Regions from separate parts of the Mus musculus genome. Here all the other regions are linked to region 3. The links are chromatin contacts, called in public Hi-C and promoter capture Hi-C maps. All regions are on one chromosome and are shown on one strand. Each heading gives the region's core, a stretch centred on a gene start, on an enhancer-like site or on the middle of the called end of the contact. The rest is flanking DNA. Distances are from core to core; before and after follow the strand shown. Region 1 holds the start of Pamr1 (peptidase domain containing associated with muscle regeneration 1). Region 2 holds the start of Trim44 (tripartite motif-containing 44). Region 3 holds the start of Prrg4 (proline rich Gla (G-carboxyglutamic acid) 4 (transmembrane)).

Region 1 (4,781 bases), core at 934-3,433, 2.3 Mb after region 3:
TACTCTTTTTAGAAAAGTAATTAAAGGAAATGTCCTTCCCAGCTTTTCTTGACAGGCTCAGGGAGTGGACTTGTTCCCTGCAGGAAGAAATATTTTCCTTCTCCATTCTGTTTTCTGCCCTGAGTTCCACAATGGATAATCGTGCTAAACACATAAAGCTAGTATTTGGTTCAGTCAGCATCTTGGCTGACAGCTCACCTCACACCCTCCTCTGAGCTTTTCCATAGCAAAAGGTAAAAGAGATTCTTAGGTCAACAATAAATGAGTTTTTCAGCCCCTGGGCAAGTTGAGCTGTTTCCTTAGTTGTGTAGAGTGACGCTGTCTCACTTACCACAGCACAGAAGCTAAGCAGGGGAACGAGCTCGTGCCACCCTGAGGGTCTGAAACACTGCCCCCTGGAACTGAGAGGAAGCAGGATCCTCTAGAGTGGGTGTAGTCCACCCAGCACACCCTAGAGATTTATAACCAAAGGGAGGATTTGCATTCAAGTGAGGATGAATCTTAATGCAAAGTCCTGAAGTCATCCCAAGTGTTTAGGCTTTGGGATTATAAACCCTCCTCAAAGGGATCCTCCTTCCTTCTTCATCCATTATCTAGGCTGCACAAGATGTCAGTGAGGTTAAATTTGGATGAGACAAGCTAACCATTTTCAAAGCTCTGTGCCCCTGAGATATATAGCCAGCCCCAGTACTGTCCCACCATTGGGGCAGTAAATCATTAAGGGAGATTTAGCTAAACACACTCGGGCTTCTGTACATGGAAATTATTAACCAAACATGGGAAGGGAAGTCTCATGTTTCTAGACTCTCTGTGTTGACACAAAGAGACGCCTCTGAAGGCTGTGGTCTCTCTTTCTGCAGCAGGCCAGTGCTCTACTCTCATGTCTTTCTTGGGCACTTGCCACCCACCTGCTAGAGCAAAGACCCCTCCTTTTGTACAAAACACAGGGTACTGCCAGCCAGTACAGAAAGGCTACAGGAAGGGATTGCCTTCTCCTAAGCAAAGTCACCCCTCTCAGGCAAATCGCAGCTGTGCTTGCTCATCTGGGAGGTTACCTTCTCTGCTTTCACCTCACCTCTCCCGCTCCACACCTCACACCTGTAGCCTCTAGCTTCACCTCCTTGCACCCCAACCCGTCAGCAGGGCTTCATTCACCTCACACCTCACCCTTGCCGCCACCCAAGACAGACAGACACACAGACACAGACAGAAGTCCCTGCTCCCTGCCTACTAAGATCCTCTTTTGAGACCTGTCATTGCCTGGCTTTGGCTCTGCAATCTGTCAAGAGGATGCCTAAAGTGCTGTCATGTCCCAATCTCTCTTGTGCCCGTAGGAGCCCATCCCCTATGAACTGTGGGTGACAAATACGCGACATGTGGGAAACAAAGGAGCCAGGACTCTTTCAAAACAAACGCTGTACACCCAGAAACAGACTGCCCATTTCTTCTAAGTTTCCCCAGGATGTGTGCTATTTTCTGAGCGAGCAGAGCTCCTGTACTGGGGGTCTGCTTTAAAGAGTTCCCACCTTACAGCTTTATCAAGCAGGGTTCATTGGAGAAACGCCCACCCAATCCCTGTTCTTCAACCCTGCGGGACTACTTTCCCAGGAAACTTTGACTTTGCAAATCAGAGCCAGTAACTCACAGGGAATGGGCTTCCCAGGGGAATGTGGTCCTTTAAAAAAAAAGATAGATAGATAGATAGATAGATAGATAGATAGATAGATAGATAGATAGATAGATAGATAGATAGCACAAGAGCTCTCTTCTTTAGCTTAGACATAGTTTAGTCCCACAATTAGGAATATCATCCTGTTCTTAAAGCGGACAACGGGAGCATCCAGCTCCCAGCCAGAAACCCCAGATTATCGCTGGAACAACCCCAACCTGTCCAGCTCCCCATCAGACCCCGCAAAGGGCTCCTGGTCACTAACAGTACCTCTTGGCAACGATGAGATGAGAAGGAGCTGCAGGAACACCAGCCCCAACTGCGCCCATCTGTCTAGCTCCATCGTTTCCCGTTGCTGTGTCGGTACCGAGTGACTGGAGGGGAGTGACTGGAGGGATGCCTAGGCGAGAACAGGGCAGCGGGCTCTGCTCTTGCCGGGACCTCCCCAAGCTCCAGCTGAAACAGAGCTCGGGTTTCAGCCCGCCGGGCTCTCCCACCCTCAGCTAGGGGAACCACCTTCGGCCAGAGCGACGTCAGCCCAAAGCTTTCCTCTTAACCCTTGAGAGGCCCGGGGAGTCGTGACCACGCCTGGAGGCCAGTGCACAGCGATCTACGGGGGACAGCGGGATACCAGAGCCCGCTCCTTCTCGCTGGACTTCCGTGATCAACCTTTGTTGATAGTGAAGGTAGAGATGTGTGGCAGGCAGCACTGACTGGGACCAGAAGTAGGAATGGCTGCGGGACCTCTCAGAGGAGGCTAGGGAGGATGCTCATTCAAACATCCCGCACCTGAGCTAGAAAGCTGAGAGGAGAAAGGAGGATTGGAGGCTGGGCTAGGAGGCTAGCATGGCACTGGGATGGGAGGCTGAGAGGGCAGGATGGTACTAGAACCTGAGATGAGAGGCTTATGGAAGAGGCTGAGAAAGGTGGCATGGAAGGCTGGAATGGGGGGCTGGGGCAGGTATTGGTTGTGGTCACCTAAATTAGGCAGACAGAGACAGATTAGAAGAGTGGCCTGGGGCCCAACAGAATGACAGAGCTGTTTACTGTTCAAGCACTAGGACCAGAGTTTATTTCCTGAAATCCATAGAAGGAGATACTCCTAAAAATTGCCACCCACCTCCATATAAGGCCGAGTATGCCCTCCCCCAACAGGCGATGGGAGGATAGAGTAAACCCACCTGCACTCCCCTCTCAACACTGCTCTACCTCCAAGCGCTTTCTTTCCCCTTTTCTGCTCTGAGCAACTGCACACACAGGCTACTGGGAAATCCTGATCTGAGTTCATGATGGTGGGGCAGCACAAGATACTCCCCAAGAGCATACAGGCAGGACCCGAGTGTCTCTATTCCACAAACAGGGAAAAGGAGTCCTTGAGAGTCTAAGGTCACACAAGTGAGGGGCACAGCTCTGAGGTTTGAGCCTATGATTATCAGATCCACAGACGGTAGTCCTAATCACTATGGTGTACAGCTTCAAAGGTGATACCCACATAAAAGTAAGTTTAACCATTAGTCAAGACGTACAATCGGTAGCGTTTTCTATAAATTCTGGAATCAAAAAGATTCAGATTTTAAGTCACTTGCATGAAATCACTGAGCTACGAATGGCAAAGCATAATATACTTGAGTCTAATTTAGACCTGGGACTTTGGGATGTGCCAATATTAGTTTGTGATGTTAGATTAAAACTCAAAGTTATGAGGCGTGGATGATTCTTCAGGGCTAGTGAGAAAAGTAATATCTCCATCCACGGAGGAGAATAATGAGAACTTTCTAGAAAGAAGGTTGAACCTGACCAGTGCCCTTGAGAAACAATGCATATATATGAATTAGTCTCTAAATTGTACTTATTCATTTTGCTCAAAGTATGTATGGCAAAGTTAACCAACAAAATGCACTTTAAATTGTTTAGGTAGATGATGGATGGATGGATGGATGGATGGATGGATGGATGGATGGCACACAGTTAAGTGACATATGACAGATACATACTTGTGGACTGATAAGTGATAGATAGGTAGATAGATAGATAGATAGATAGATAGATAGATAGATAGATAGATAGATGGATGCACATATACAAATTGAGTGATGGTAAGTAATTGAAAGAAAGAGTGGGAGAGAACCCATTGAAGAGAATTGTGTGGAGTTTGGCAATGAGCAAGAACATAATGTGAGTGTGACAGGGTTTCTAAATTTTATCCTCTAGGTTTTGGGGTGCTTTGATGATTTCGAAAAGTAAAATCCCAAGAAGACTATCTCCCTAGACTACTCATGAAGGCCTGAAGCAGAGAGAAAACCATGGAATTGGAAGGGACAAGATGATATAGACAATTTGAGGAAGGTTGAACACCAGCTCTCAGGAAAGTTTGGAAAGACAGGAACCATGACACAGGCCTCTACTTTCTGTACTCAGTGAGATATGGTTTTTCACTGGAGGCCAGGGCTAGTAAGAATGGCAGACCCTCCATCCATGGAGGGGAATGGGTAAGAGCAGTTGAAGAGACTGGGAGAACTCAGCATTCAATGACCTGTGTTCAAGTCCTTGCTTCACTTTCTAGCTACATGACATTGAGTGAGTTACTCAATTCTTTCAGCTTGTCTTCAGTATACAGTAGGCAAAATGATCAAACCTGTTTTAGAAACTCTTGGAAAGATGGAATGAGATTATTCATGCAAAGATACCGCACGCCTAGCACACACGGCTGCTGTAAATAAATATTAGGCATCATCATTGTCTGTCCTGAGACTGACCTTTAGAAAACTCAGTATGAGCTTTCTCCCTCATTGTCAACTTCTCCAACCAGGAGACATTTGTATAAGCAAGCATCAAGAATGGCATTGAAGCCAGTTGGTGGTGGCACACAACTTTGATCTCAGCACTCAGGAGGCAGGCAGATCTCTTGAGTTGAAGTCATCCTGATCTACAGAGCAAGTTCTAGGACATCCAAGACTGCTCCGAGAAACCCTGTCTTGAAAAACAAAACAAAATAGAATGGTATTAAAGAGAAGAAAAATGGCACAAAATAGGATATCTGAAAGAGTGCAAGGCAGAAACTAGAGGAAGAGTTTGCTCTGTTGTTGGTAGGAGCAATGGGTTAGACGTAGCT
Region 2 (4,300 bases), core at 618-3,117, 2.4 Mb after region 3:
CAGCCCAGATGGAAGTAACCAAGCAGCTAACACTGCTCATAGATCCACTAATGCAGGAGTCTGGGTTGTCATTGGTCAATTTCTTTTTCCAGAATGGGGCATCAATCCCTGTTTTGAGTGAAGACATAGAAGTCATTTCCTGAGAAATAAGTGGATGGAAAACAGAGATGTGCACAGGATCGGAACAAAACAAATTATTTTTTCCAGCATTCTATAGAATTGTTCTGAGGTTAAAAAGAAAAACAAACAAACAAAACTCTTAATTTTCTAAAAAAATATATTTAACAAAAGCTGCACAGAGATTAAATGTACATTAAGAGACATCAAACATTATTTAAAATGTCAATTAATCTACATTCCTTGATGTTTTTGTGGAGATCTGGAAATCCTAGCACTCTTATTTAAAGAAATCAGACCATTCATCTCTTTCTCCTTCCCTTCTCCCCACCCCCACTCCTCTCAAAGATAGAATCTATGTTTCCTTGGCTGTCTTGGAACCCCTAAGTCGAAGGTACTAGCCTCCAACTAAGAGACCCACTGGTCTCTGCCTCGCAAGTGCTTGAGAGTGTGCATCACATGCCTAGCTATTTTCCATTCTGTAATCCACTTTCCTCTGCCCCACTAGAGCAAAATGTCCTCCTTTCTCTCTCAAATACATTTTTTTTTCTGTTACTGGAGAGACAACCATAGATGGTAGAGAAGGGGATGGCTACATTACCAGCAGCCCACCAAAAATGTCTTATGTTTAAGGTATGAAATGACCTTTGAAGTGTCATTGTCAGCATTATAAATTATGCTAAAATTAATAAAGCTTACTGATCACTTCTGTACAGACTCCTTTACATTTAATCCACAAATCCCCACGAAGGAGATATTGCTATTATTTCTATTTTACAGAGTTTGGTGTTTTTTGTTTGTTTGTTGTTGTTGTCTTTGGGGGGGGGTGGTTTTTAAAACAGAAAGATGAAGTAATTTGTCCATGATTACCAAACCTAAGTGGTGGCCTTAGGATTTGGGGACTCTAGTGGATAAAGTTCTAAAATCAGGCTTTGAAAACACCACAAGAAGATCTAGCACGGTCTGGGGCACTTTAACATTGTTTAATGTGTATCAACCGCTTTCCTTTCTCTTGGTGTCGGCTTGGAATCTAGAGTGACCAGTTAGTGACTGGGAGTTGGCATCTCACTTCAAAACTATGATCCCCCTCACCTCCCTTCACCTGACACAGCTATTACTCAGAGATTCTGAACCCCTAGGAGGCCGGGATGCAAATAGACTTTGCAAACACACAAGGCACAGTATTGCTTTGGATCAAAAATGTTGCGTGTTTGCTCAGTCAGACTGAGACCTCAGTAGCCTAGAAGAACACACACAGCCCTTTTGGGGGCTTTATGGAAATCCCAGGCGGGCAGGTTCGGTGTGATAAAGAGCCTTGGGGCCTTGGCCCCTTGAAAATCCGGGGGCTGTGATGGGGCGGGGACAGTGTCTCCAGAGTGACATAAGTCCGCAGGGACCGCAGGCTAGTGGTTTTCGGTCAGGTTGACACCTCCAGGGAGGGCGTGGGAGAGGCGGGGCCCGTCGCCCTGCTCTGCGAGGAGAGATTGCGCTCGAGCTTCTCCTTCCGGGGGGGATGCTCAGCCCCGCGGGAAAACGCAGAAAAGGGTCCTTGCCGCTTTAAGTGACTCAGGAAGTGAAAGGAGGCCGCTGACGGCGTGGGTAAAGTGGAACCGGGGCGGCGTGGGCCCGCGGCGGCCGCGATCTTGCCGGGCAACGGAGGCCGGGTTGCGCGGCGCAGGGGCCGACGGGGCGCAGGCTGCCGCGCCGGAAGTGGCGCGCGAGGGACGGGGCGCGGGCGCGGCGCGCGGCGAAGAGACCGAGCGGGCGCCAGGCCCAGCGCTGACGGCTGGCCGGGCCCTCAGGCCTCAGCAGCTGCAGACGCGGCGCGGCGCAGCGCAGCGGCGCGGCCCAGGCGGGGCGGCCGGCCAGACCCCGGGGGTAAGCGGGCCTGCGTGAGGAAGGCGCTCCGCGCTGAAGGCGGAGAGCACGCCAGCCGCTAGGCCTCGGCCTCGTCCCTGCAGCCACATGGCCTCCGGAGTGGGCGCGGCCTGCGAGGAGCTGCCTCCCGACGGCACGTGTGACGAGTGCGAACCCGACGAGGCGCCCGGGGCGGAGGAGGTGTGCCGCGACTGCGGCTTCTGCTACTGCCGCCGCCACGCCGACGCGCATCGCCAGAAGTTCCTCAGCCACCGCCTGGCTGCCTACGTCCATGGCGCCCAGGCCTGGACTCCGCCGGCCAGCGGGGGAGACGACGCGCTCCCCGAAGACGGCGAGGCCAAAGGGGAGGCCGAGGGGGAGGTAGAGAGCGAGGTCGGGGAAGAAGAGAGCGAGACGGAGGTAGACAGTGAGTCGGAAGAAGAGAGCGAGACCGAGGAAGACAGTGAGGATGAGAGTGACGAGGAGAGTGAAGAAGACAGCGAGGAAGAGATGGAGGATGAGCAGGAGAGCGAGGCGGAGGAAGACAACCAAGAAGGGGAATCAGAGGCAGAAGGAGAAACTGAGGCAGAAAGCGAATTTGACCCCGAAATAGAGATGGAAGCGGAGAGAGTGGCCAAGAGGAAGTGTCCAGACCATGGGCTGGATTTGAGCACCTATTGTCAGGAAGATAGGCAGCTCATCTGTGTCCTGTGTCCAGTCATTGGGGCTCACCGGGGCCACCAGCTGTCCACGCTGGACGAAGCCTTCGAAGAACTGAGAGTGAGTATCGGGCATTCAGACATGTCTAAGGGGAACAGGATCCCCGATTTCAGATAGCCTAGCTGTGACCACATTCATTTTCATGTATCAACAAGACGAGTCGCCATGTTGGAAGCCGTGCCTAGTCTACCATTTTGGTTGAAATTGTCAAGTTGTCAGTTCTCATCTGTGAACATACAAGAACACAGAAAATCTTGAGTATAGTTTCTGACAGTTTGCAAATTACTTCTCCCTGGAATTCAGATAGGCCATTCCTTGAGAACTGTGACGCCATTTAGGCCCATTTCTATACATGATCACCGTTGTTAGGATAAGTGTTTTGACTTAGGGCTCTTGCTATGGTAACTCAGCCCACTTGGAAAACATGAGAAAGAAACGGTGATTTTGACAAAACCAAGGAGCTGGTTCCTCTAGTAGAAGACTCGGAAAGTGGCGGTACAGGTGTTGTGGTGTGTGTCTTGAGTTGTCTTAGGTTCCTTGTTGTTTGAGACTTGGTAGGAAACAAGTATAGCTGGTAGGCTACATTGGTGTGGAGATGGAGGCTTTTATGTTCACTGGCTAGATTTGGATGTATTCAGCTTGGCCCTGTTTTTGTCAGCATTAGACATCTAGTAAATATTGATTGCATTTGGGTTGCCTTCTATGTATACAGCGATGGCTAACATTGATAGAACAGCTTTTCTGTGTTCATTAAGTAATAAGTGTTTGGTAAACGTCTGTTATGGCTTTTGTTTCCCTATGCAGTCTTACAACTGCTGGCCTCAAAATAACTACTATTTTGATAATGAAAATACTGTGTATTAATATTTCCTTTATTCCTACTTTTATTATGAGAAGTACACATGCAGAAGTGTACAAAATATATAGCTTAACAAATAATCACAGAGCAAATACTCCTGAGACCTCCACCCAGACCAGAAATCATTATTAGTACTTATTATTACTAATTGTATTATTAGTAATTAATAGAGGTATTACTGACTACTATTATTAGTAATATTGACATTTCATAACTCCAGTTATAACTGTGTTTTGGTAGCCATTTTCTTGACCTTTGGACTAACAGTTTTCTTGGTTATCTTTGTGTTTACAGCATTTGTATGCATCTCTAAACTTGAATTGACATTACGGTTTTTACATTATTGACACGCAGTGTTTTGAGTTTGTTTGTTTTTCTTTTTTTAAAGACATTTGTGCAATTCATTCATTGACTGCCTGTGATTTATTTTTCATTGGTGTATTGAATTCCATTTTATAGATATGCCAAAAATCACTGTGTACATGAAATCTGACTTGTTTTCAGCTTCTGGAATTTCTTGCTTTTATAAATAGTTACTTAGCAAGGTGGCTCATACCTATAATTCCAGCATTCCACAGGTGAGTGCAGTAGGATCAGAGTTCAGGGTCAATCTCAGTTCTCTAGCGAGTTTGAAGTCAGCCTATCATGTGAGGTTCCTTTCTCAAAAACAAAGTGGCAAACCCCTCAAATAATAGCTCAGGTGTAAGTATTCTTGGTCATGCTTCCTGATACCCATTTTTCTATATT
Region 3 (4,839 bases), core at 939-3,438:
AGGGAATGTGTAGCTTGTAAGCCACCGCTGAGAAACAATCTTGTCTTTTCTGACTCCCCTCACCTCACCGCCAGTCTATAAATGCTCATATTTGATGTGAACACAAAGCCTCCTTTGTTTCCGCCCAAATTTCCAGCGATGTGAGTAGGCTCATTCTACCAAGGAATGCTATCAGATTCCCATCTGCTGACTTCACTGCAGGGAGCTTCTCTCACTATGTGCCTCTCCCTAAAACAGTGTGAAGCTGACAGCAAGCACAAGACTTTCTTTCCACAGCTCAAGCCAGACAGAAGCCCAGCACTATGGAAGAAGCAATTAGCGTTTGTCAGCTTCCTTTAAAGACTCCTGTGACTCCTCATAGGGCAGGAAAAAGCCCGACTCTCAGGTGTTGGACAATGAAAACTGGATTAGATTGGGGAGAGGGGCTCAAAGTTAGGTAGGGAGGGAGGTGAGGATAGGTATGGGAGGAATTGGGAAGGAGAGGTGAATATGATCAAAATACATAGTATGAAATTCTCAAAGAATTAATAAAATGCTATTTTTAAAAATAGTGTGGCTGGGTGGTATTGGTGCATGTCTTTAACCCCAGCACTTTGGAGGCAGAGGCAGGCAGATCTCTGAGTTAGAGGCCAGCCTGGTCTGCATAATGAACAGCCAGGGCTAACAGAGAAACCCTATCTTGAACACACACACACACACACACACACACACACACACACACACACTAAATAAAAGTGAGAAGCATTTCTACTTAACAATAAATAGCTGCCACCTAACAAAATGTACTGAATATAATAACCAGGAGAGGCTTTTTCTGCGTACTGGAAAGGAAGTAACGAAATCTGCCCTTGCCCTAGTAGAACTTGACAGTCTACATTGTTAGATACAGATCTCAGAAAGACTCAGTTCTCCCAAAAGCAAAATGGTGTTTATCCCTCTCTTCCCAGGGCTTCCAGCCACAGGTTGTCTAAATGAGGGAGCAGGAGAATGGGTCTCCTGAGAGATACTTCCGATTCCTGTGCTCAACCATAAGGTATTTCTAGCTTCTCCACAGTCTGATCTCCACTGCTTAAGTAAGGTGAAAGAGCAGACTCCATTTTCCAGACCGCTTAAGCCTCTAGGGCGTGGGGCATGGATAGTGTTTGGAAGGAAACAAAAACAACGTCTGCAAAACATATGGAAATTCTTACTTGAATCCATTAATCAGAATAAAATAGATAATAGCCTTTCAGGGAAGAAAACAAATTTGGTGAAAAGTGAATTAACTGGAGACTAGAAAGGAGTGGGAATGCCATTTCACTGTGCTCTGTTTCAACTGTATGAAGTTCCAGGCTACTCTGGCCAAAGAGCAAAATTTAAATAGCGTTCCCAAGAGTAACAGCGCATGCTGTTTGGACATGAAGAGTGTGGTGAGACACTGTTCTCCTATCTTCTCACACCTCGAGCTCTGGGCCTCTTGAATTATTTTTAATTATATCTCTCACACAACATTTTTAAATAGAGAAATTTTCAAAATTTAACTTCATCTCATGACAATTAAGGGTGCTTATGCTCTTGCTGTTTCAAAAAAAAAAAAAGAAAAAAGAAAAAAACTCAACGAAAAGTTCAAGATCTAAGATTATTTGTTCAAGAAGGATGAACTTTTTAGCTGTCTGGGTATATGGGTAGCTACGGCCAAAGATATCTAATAAAAGCAGAAATATTCTGAGAACAAACACAATTTGTCACATTTTGTTTAAATTTACATACCGACACTAACCTAGTAGTATGGAAGATATTAAGCATCACAAGTATTCATCCACTGGAGGCTTATTAGTTAGCAGAGTGATGATATCATCACATGTCAAACAGCTTCTGGAAATTTCCACTGTAAACCCAAGGAGGGAAAGAATGAAAGTAAAAGAGGTGAAACCTTGCATTGTTGTCGTGGAAACAATTTTGACTCGGGGACATATTTGAAAGTATTTTTGTAGACAACCCAGACCTGGTGAAATACATCTGAGAACTTTGTAATTGCTATTAATTGATTTTTGGTCATGTGACAATGCAAATCACTAACAAAGTATATTTTCTCGGATGAATGCTATGTTCTCATCCCTGGACCACCCTGCGAGAACAGCTGACCGAAGGTAACCTCGGGAGGGCGCTCTGATAGGCCGCCAAAGTGTGAGCGTCCGGGTCTCAGTCGAGAAGGGCTGGGGACCGAGAGCGGGAGGTGGAGCGCTGCCAGGTGACCTCCTCGTCCGGTAGCGGTGGGAGTGGCTCCAGCACACAAGCTGGGCCCCGTGCGGCGCACGTTCCCCGAGCGCCCCTGCGCGGATCCTGGGCGCCTCTTTTGCGTCCTGGTGTCGCCTTGGAGCCGCGAAGAGCTAGGCTCCGACTGTCGCCGAGATCCAGAGGCGTCCGCGACTCAGGGCCAGGCCACCTCTCGGGCCAAGCGGATAACTCGGTTCCCGCCCAGGGGCTGCTGGAACATGCGCCCGGGGACACAGGTGCGGCGACCAGCGGCGAGGCGGGGCGGGGAGGAGTGGGAGAGTCATCCAGAGACGATGTCTCGACAGTGGCATTCCAGCACCTAGCTGCCTGTCAGCGTGGGCGAGAGTCGCGTCTGCCTGGGCCAGTGTCCGAACTCTCCTCCGCAGCTTCCCGGGAGTACCTTTTGTTCCCAGGCGCTCCGGAGGTGCCACCTGCCCGGAGCGCCTTGGGTCCCATAGATTAAGAGCGACCCGTGGGGTGCAACAGGTCGTTGTTGACTCAGTTCCGACTAAAACCCAACAGGCTGAGACTTGGCCTGCTTCTTTTCTTTTCTTTTAATGTCGTTGTCACTTTTGTTTTAGTTTGTTTGACAGTTGCTAGACTATGTTTCCACTTCTGATCGTACTCAGCCAGCTGCCCAGACTTACCCTCGCAGTTCCTCATTGTATCAGAAGCCTAAAGGATTCCGAACATGCCCCAGAAGAAGGTAAGCAAGCATGGCTGCCGATTGGGGGAAAACACTTCTGAAACCAGTTGCGGTCTACTGTGTAGATCTCAAGCCAAAGTGTGGTAGGGGGAATTACACGCCCCCGTGAACCACAGTGCAACAGCATATCCTATGTTTTAATTTGTGGCTTTCTTGTTTAGAGTTGTGGGTTTTTAACTATAATATGTACAAACGTATCTCCCTTAGTAAACAGATGTTTAACACCTGGTTTGTGGTTGACTAAATTGAAAGCCTTTTTCGAAGTCCGAAAGTCAGTGAGTTGTCGTTTCCTAGATGAAGCTGTGTGTTAGTTATAAAGAGGAAGGCTGCTTCTTGGAAGACTGACAGGGAGGCCAGACTCTTGTCAGGACTTGTTTGTGCACCGCTGGGAGTCCCCATATAGACAAGTGCTCTACCGCTGAGCCACATCCTGTCCCCTAGTCTGGATTTGTGAGATCCAGAGCAAGGGCTGGAAGGTAGGATGACCCTTCTGGTCATTGTTCCAAACGTTGTGTAGATAAAGGCAGATGCTTGAGAGATTAAGTGTAGTTTGCTGGCCCAGGATTTTCGGTTACAGGTCACAAATTGGTTCCTGCTTCCATTTAAAAAGCCTAACCTGGCAAAATCTGAAGTGAGAAGGAAAAAAAGAAAAAGAAAAAAAAAAGCCCTAGCTCTCCGCTTCCTTCCCCCTACTTAGTCACTGGCTTTTGCCACAAGCACCAGCACCTTGGGGTTACTCAACTCACACATTCCTGTCCTTTATTATCCCTTATCCCCTTTATCAGATCCAGTTCTCAGTAGGATCTGCCATTAATACTCCTGACAGACATTTTAATGATTGATGAAGTGTGCTCCCTCACTCCGTGTGTGTGTGTGTGTGTGTGTGTGTGTGTGTGTGTGTGTGTGTGTGTGTCTGTTAGGAAAGGGCAATACTTCGGCCTAAAGGAATCACATTCTAACGGTAAAGTTCTAGGCAATTTGAAGAGGCAAATTTGAAACATGAGAGAGGTTGTTAGAATAAAAGGGGTCCTTGTGTTTCCCCGAGCCCCCCATTATCCCTAAGTCTACCTGTAGTAATGGTCCATGCTCAGGTAAGACACAGAGACTGTTCTCTGGGATGGTTGTGAGTGCATTCATTTATACACATGTCAGGCACTGGAGTTACTGTCACAAACATAAAATAATCCAGAAGTCAGAGCCAAGTGCAGAGGGCTACAGTTGGTTGCAGGAAATGAAAATGAGTCAGGAGTCATATATAAGCACACTTTGTGTGTCAGGCCCTCTGCTGGCCGCTAGAGATGGAGAAAGGACTGTCATTCTTGACTTAGGAAGAGCTTTCTTCTGAGCCAAGAACATGAAGCCCTTCATTCTAATTCCATTTTTCTTTCTTTCTTTTTTTTTTTTTTCCATTTTCTATTAGGTATTTAGCTCATTTACATTTTTTCATTAAAAAAGTATTTAACAATGCAAATGATAGATGCTGTGCTAGATTAACCTTAGAATGAGGATATTTTTTGTTTGTTTTGCTTTGTTTTTATTAGATATTTTCTTTATTTAAGAAATGCAAGCCAGGCAATGGTGGCGCATGTTTTTAATCCCAGCACCTGGGAGGCAGAGGCAGGTGGATTTCTGAGTTCCAGGCCAGCCTGGTCTACAGAGTGAGTTCCAGGATAGCCAGGGCTACACAGAGAAATCCTGTCTCAAAAAACAAACAAACAAACAAACAAACAAGTGCAAGTCCCTGATCTAATTACACAATCAAAGCTTAGTGACAGAAGTGAGACGGGAAGGGAGGCCCCTGAAGCACACAGGAAGAGTAAGCAGCAGCTGCTCACGCTGGGAGAGCCTTGTGAGACACAGGCACAGGCAGAGCTTCC

Evidence for each region. Promoter capture Hi-C pulls out the DNA fragments that hold promoters and counts their contacts. Hi-C and Micro-C count contacts between places; a contact is called where the count stands out from the background.
Region 1: a contact with region 3 is called in a promoter capture Hi-C map of liver, with 3 times the contacts expected there. The contact joins the promoter of Pamr1 here to the promoter of Prrg4 in region 3.
Region 2: a contact with region 3 is called in a Hi-C map of B cells, with 5 read pairs. The contact joins the promoter of Trim44 here to the promoter of Prrg4 in region 3. A contact is called at or near these places in 1 of 39 promoter capture datasets (liver) and 1 of 484 Hi-C or Micro-C datasets (B cells).

What each region holds. Positions count from the first base shown.
Region 1 is chr2:102,547,423-102,552,203 of GRCm38.p6, reverse strand. It overlaps Pamr1 (peptidase domain containing associated with muscle regeneration 1), which reads right to left and starts at 2,183. Exons shown (of 11, transcript NM_173749.4): 1 at 1,940-2,183. The coding sequence starts at 2,012.
Region 2 is chr2:102,398,467-102,402,766 of GRCm38.p6, reverse strand. It overlaps Trim44 (tripartite motif-containing 44), which reads left to right and starts at 1,867. Exons shown (of 5, transcript NM_020267.2): 1 at 1,867-2,754. The coding sequence starts at 2,083.
Region 3 is chr2:104,847,199-104,852,037 of GRCm38.p6, reverse strand. It overlaps Prrg4 (proline rich Gla (G-carboxyglutamic acid) 4 (transmembrane)), which reads left to right and starts at 2,188. Exons shown (of 6, transcript NM_178695.5): 1 at 2,188-2,492; 2 at 2,838-2,962. The coding sequence starts at 2,860.